Linked DNA regions of Danio rerio: region 1 is linked to region 2. The links are chromatin contacts, called in public Micro-C maps. All regions are on one chromosome and are shown on one strand. The core of a region is the stretch at or near the end of the contact, and the rest is flanking DNA. Distances in the headings are between cores, read along the strand shown.

Evidence for each region. A called contact is a pair of places that touch in the nucleus more often than the background predicts.
Region 1: a contact with region 2 is called in a Micro-C map of caudal fin, with 11 times the contacts expected there. The contact joins the promoter of cyp27a2 here to the promoter of pimr71 in region 2. A contact is called at or near these places in 2 of 18 Hi-C or Micro-C datasets (caudal fin and an unstated tissue) and 1 of 4 datasets of contacts at active chromatin or transcription factors (caudal fin).

The regions. Positions count from the first base shown.
Region 1 is chr6:10,455,808-10,459,141 of GRCz12tu, reverse strand. It overlaps cyp27a2 (cytochrome P450 family 27 subfamily A member 2), which reads left to right and starts at 1,500. Exons shown (of 12, transcript XR_012407640.1): 1 at 1,500-1,617; 2 at 3,321-3,334.
Region 2 is chr6:10,388,801-10,391,771 of GRCz12tu, reverse strand. pimr71 (Pim proto-oncogene, serine/threonine kinase, related 71) reads left to right here and starts at 1,578. Exons shown (of 7, transcript XM_021474061.3): 1 at 1,578-2,971.

The DNA of each region.
Region 1 (3,334 bases), core at 251-2,750, 67 kb before region 2:
CCACCTGTGCAATTTTCTTTGGTTTTCAAATATTTCCCATGTGATTTTAAGAGAGAATCTTTTCGCATATTGCTTTTTCCTGGAGAAAGCCTTACTTCTTTTAGTTTGACTGAAAAATATACTGCAAAAAAGTATATTAAAAACAGTTATGGTCAATATTATTATCCCCCATGCGTTAAAGAGGTTTCGGAAAAAAATGTAAAACAGCACTTGTCAAAAAGTATTTGGAAAAAATAACTAATTTCACAGATTGGTTAATCAATTTGTCTACAGTTGTACAGTTTACTATTGTTCAGAATTGTTAAAAAATGTTTCGAAATAAACAAAAGCTAAATATTTTTAATCTAAAATATGATAATTATATTTTTATTCATGTTCTTACTCTACGTTGGATTGTAAGTAGGCTAACATGACTTGTTGAAAAAGTAGGGTCATATTTCAACAGAATATTGTTTAAAATTAGTTTTAATTGCTTCAACTAAAAAGTTATTACATTAATTTGATTAGAATGTAAAGTCGATTAGAACTACAAACATGGGTAAATGGTGTAAACAAACTGCAAACATGGCAGACGCACGAAACCAATGGATGAATGGGGAGGCTTTGGTAAAAAAAATTTTTAATGATAGTTAATTATTATATAACCTAATGTAACTAACAATTTCCTGTTTTCTAAGTTATATTTCATCTGCAACAACAATGTTTACTTTTATAAAGATGTGTTTGGGGATGATTCTTGTCTACAATTATATAGCCTATATTGTTAAGATTTGTTTAAAAAAGGTTTTAAAATGAATAAAGGCTAAGTAGATTTCATCTAAAATTGATCATTTTTATTAACATTTTCACTCTAAGTTGGATGAAGACAACATGATGTTAGCAGGCTAACATGACGTTTTGAAACAGTAGGTTCATATTTAAACCGAATAAGAAATGTTTTGTTTAACAAAAGGAGTTTTATACAACTATTACAGTAATTTGTATTAGAGTTTGAATAGAACTACTAACATGGGTAAAAAGTGTAAACAAACTAGGGTGTATGGGGGAAATTGACGAATGAGTGGGGAGGCTTTGGTGAAAAAAAAAACATTTCAATGATCATTATATTTGGCCTATAATGAAAATCTAGGTAAACCAAAGCAGTAGAATAATAAAGGATCAGTTTATGGAAATGGGTTTACTGTGAGCCTCAGACATCCTTGTTTTCATGTAATTCCACAAGTGTAAAACCAAAATGGACAACATGCCAAACAGAAGACAAAACATACTGTAATGAGACTCTGCTCTTCCATGTATGCCTACTTTAGGTCATTCATCCGGACCTGGCGAGCAGCCATGTCATTAAGCTCTGAGATCATTAATATGCACGCTTCATGCAGCACTGATAAGCAACGTTTTTTAGTCAGTGAGACAACAATGAGACTTTTTCTCCCTTATTTTTAAGCGTTTATTTCACTGTGTATGTGGAACTTTTATTTTGAAAACGCGAGCGCGAATTTGTTTACTGTTTGTTGCTAGGCAAAGACAGCACGAGGCACGTTTAAACTGGCCTCAGGACACCAAATCCAAGATTTACTGATTATACATTTATTCATCTAAACTCTGGAAAGGCATAAGGTATGTTTAGTTACTTCTTTTGTTAATGTATAGTGTTTATTGTGAAATTTGATGCATGTGTTTCAACAAACACGTGTAGTCTGCTAAATCGTGTCAAATCACTCAACTCATCTTATTCATGCAGCATTGATAATAATTCCTGGCGCTGTTTTCTTTGACCATAGCTTTAAAATATGGCAAATCAAAGATATCAGAGAACAATTTAACTTATTTAACCAATGCAGTAATTTATAGGGCATCTTTGATTATAGTATAAAATAATGGAAACTTATAATTCCCTGTTTTCTGCGTTATATTTCATCTGCAACGTTAACTTTTATGAAGCTGCGTTTGGGGATAATTTTGTCTACAGTTGTAAAGCCTGCTATTGTTCAGAATTGTTAAAAAATGTTTCAAAATGAACAAAGGATAAATATTTTTTAATCTAAAATATGATACAATCATTATTTTAATTAATGTTAATGTTATTAAATTACTCTCCGTTGAATTGTTATTAGGCTAACATGAAACGTTGAAACAGTAGGGTCATATTTCAACAGAATAAGAAATGTTTTGTGTAAAAAAAACTGTTTTAATTGTTTCAACTAAACCGTTTTTACATTAGAACTACAATCGTGAATAAAAAACAAACTACAAAAATGGTGGACGCGCGAAACCAAACCTACGACGGAGTAGGGAGGCTTTGTTAAAAAAATATTTCAACGATCGTTAAATGTTATATAACCTAATATAAACTATTTATTTCACGTATTTTTGTTATATATAATCTGCAATAGCAATGTTAACTTCTAAAGATGTGTTTGGTCAGTGATTTATTAATCCATACAAACACCTGAGGAGATTTTGCAGCATAAAAACCCGCGAATGACAGATTAACCTGCTGCTGTGTCTCCTCATGGTACCAAGTTAAATATGAAATAAATGTAGTTGATGTCACAAGAAGATTGACAGGACTAAGCTACATAAGCTTCGTGGTAAAACGACGCAGTAGTAACTTATGTCCCCGCTTGCGTACTCTTAAACACACTCAAACGTAAAATATGCTCGTTTTCTTCACGAAACACTACACACTTTTAGGCAAATTGGGCGAGTAGTGAAGTAGGCGAATTGGGACGCAGCAACGGTACTTGTTTCCCTGTGCGTGCAGTTGATTGTGTCATGCATACAGAATGATTGTGCGGTAAAACGCACCAATCATTTGTTGTTTAGTCTAGTATAAACGTAATGCAGTTTATACAATGATCCATCATTCCGCATTCCACATTTAGGGGGTCAGAAGGGGGCATATAAACATCCGCGAATTTTCTTTGCTTTAGCCTGCCTCACTAGCTTGACGACTTTAGATTACTGACAGCTAACGTTACATTCTTTCAGACCCTACCGGGGCCTCTTAAAACCGTGTGAACTACTAATAAACATGTTAGGATATGAAATGTGTCTGCGTTGCACAATGTCGTCGAGATATGCTCATAGTTTTGACACACAGCCGAAAAACCCGCCCAGAGTTTGATAGGAGGCATCTCTCTGCAAGTGCGAGACAGTCCAGTTCAGATCCTCTGCGACACACACCAGTCGTCAACATGCTGATTTCTGCTCTGGTTAAAGCTGATCGTCTCGCAGCTCAGATTGGTAGAAAATATGCGCCGTTTCAAGAAATGATTGCTCGAACCCTGAAGTCTCAAACAGGCGATGTCGACTTGCAGAGCGCAAATACAAT
Region 2 (2,971 bases), core at 329-2,828:
TTAACATCATTGTCTTGTCTATGAGCAGGTTGCAGTTTTTCCATTTCAAAATAACATATTATGTTGAGGGAATTCAATGCAGTATTCTATCCAATATATTAACAGACAAAGTGACAGCTAATTAAATAAGTAAAACATGTTGTTTAGAGCAGTGGTTCTCAATTGTGTTTCAAGTACCACCTCAGAAAAAAGTTGTTTTTGCAAGTACCACCATAATGAGTAGTATATAAATATAGTATAGTATAGTATAGTATAGAAATACAGTAGCGTATTAGGTCCAGTAAAGCAGCTAAAGCTCTGTACAGTTCAAAAACGAGGCATGTTAGTTCCTAATATTAAGAACATTTAATTTAAAATGTGCTTTTAAAAGTTAAAAATGGTAGGTTACTGTTCTTAAAAAGTAAAAAAGAAAAAACTCCATGTTTATCAGCACCTAGCCCTCATAAATATAGGCTTTGTGTCATCATATTCATATATAAATCATTTTGGATCATTTATTTAAATGTATGTAGCATGTTCATATGACATATTTGATTCATCCGCGTACCACTAGAAGGAAGCCCAGGTACATGTACCACAGTTTGAGAAGTCTGGTGCTGAAGTGCTAGAGCGTTAAACTGAATGGCTTTCGTACAAACTGGCTAACGTTCGTTAATCCTGACAATTAAACATTTTTTAGCTTTCGTTTGTTGCAAAACAGTCACAAAATAAGAAACCCTGCCACCTCGTGGTCATTTTGTGTATTAAATGTGGATTTATAGCTAACTATGATTTCAGCCAACACTTTTTGAATCAACAAAACAATAATTTGTTGTCCCTTACTGAAAAAAGTTTGTTTTTATTAATTAAATAAAATTTATTAATTTGGTTAAATTACTATTATTTCAACGCAGAATATTTTAAAACGAATATTTTTAAAAATATATTTAATATGTATTCCTACCCAGTATGGCCAAAACTCATACAATCAGCAGCAATCCATCTCAATAAAGCTTTTAAAACATTTGTTCTTTTTTTTTTTTTTTTTTTTGTTCTTTTTTTTTAAAGAAAGTTTATGTTGGAAAAAAGTATGATACAAGTAGACCTGGCTTCTTACAATATTTAAATAATTTTGCTAAGAAATATCTAAAATATAAAACAAATATTATTAATTTATTATTGTATTAATAAATGTATTTAATTATAATAAAAATATTTTATATCTGGCTCATTTGATTTCACATTTCTATGCGTTTTGTTTTTTATGTGTCTAAAATTAGTGAAACCTGCAGAAACCCTGTTTCTTAGATTAGCTCCAGATTTAGCTTCAGTGCAGACTAAACTAGTGTACATGCACAGATATAATATTATAAAGCTTTCTATATAAATTTTCATTTAAATGAGAGATTTGTGTGGGGTGTCCTGATACTGTATGTGCTGAGCACTTTGTATTAGAGGTAAGTTAGTGCTGACTTTGTTTCATTACGTTTTGTTAGTAATTTAAACCGTAATTTATACTTTTATTATAATCAAAGTGTTTAAGTTAAGTTCAGTAAAAACAACTGGTGCCTTGATGAGAGTATAGATTTATTAAAAATGGGCCTACTATGAAAAGAACATGGTTTATTTATTGTTTTATGGTTTGTTCAGTTTAATTCAAAACTTATTTCCAGACTCAAAGTTCATTAGCAATAAAAAGACCCAAAACTATAAAGCGCATGTATAATAACTGATAACTTTATTTTTTGTATTTATTTACCTTTAAAGGTTGGCTGGATTTTGAAATTGATATTTTGTTTTGCACTTCAGTGATTTTATATTTAGACAAGGACAAAACGACTATGAGACTAAAAACTAAAGAAGCTGATTTATTTTTAATGATAAAATAATTTTAACACTGAATTTTATGGATAGCATATGTTTACATTGAAAGTCTGTGATGTGTCGTTTAACTGTCCTCTATTTTTAATTTTATCACAAATTAAAATAAATCTTATCAAGGATGATACTAGCCAAATTACTGATTTTGCTATTAATGGGATAGTTCACTCAAAAACGAACAGTCACTCATTATTTACTCATCTTTGTTCGGTTTCAGACATTATGAGTTTATTTTATTCTGTTGAACACAAAATAAGATACTTTGAAGAAAGCAGGAGAAGAAACCTGTAAGTATTGACTTCTATAAAATCAAACACTATAGAAGTCAATGGTTACAGGTTTGCAGCTTTCTTCAAAGTATCTTCTCTTGCGTGAAACGGTTTGATTGAGCTATGCTTTTAAGTAATACCTCAACAGACACAGATTACACAGGCATTTCTTTGTTTTCTGTCAAGAGTAAATGTTTCATTGTTTTGTCTTGTGTTTAACCCTCTGATGCATGAATTATTCAATCACAAAGTAAACGTAAATTCTTCAAATGAATATAATAATCCCCGATCATTTCAATTATGCATTTTGAGAGTTACCTAAGGTTATATTTGTAGGTCTCATTCTGTAAATAGTATTGTTGTTCAAGTCATATACAGGTTTAACAGCAATGAATTTTTCACAGTATTTCCTATAATATTTTTTTCCTCTGGAGAAAGTCTTATTTATTCTATTTCAGCTAGAATAAAATCTGTTTTAATTTAAACCATTTACTGTCGATATTATTAGCCTCCTTTAGCAATATTGTTATGATTGTCCACAGCACAAACCACCATTATACTATGACTTGCCTAATTGCCATAACATGTACATAATTGAACCTTTAAACTGCACTTTAAGCTAAACACTAGTGTCTTGACAAAGATTTGGTAAAATATCCTGTAACAGTGTAACAAGTACCATCCTGGGTAATCTGACACCTAGTGGTTTGCATGTAGTAGTGCAACATTTTAACGTTGACTCCTGCTGGAGAATTTTGCACGCATCATTTGTACTTATTTATCTGTTAGCTTTTTCTGCTGACAATCTTTTGTTTGGACATTTTGTTTGCCCTTGTGGAAAA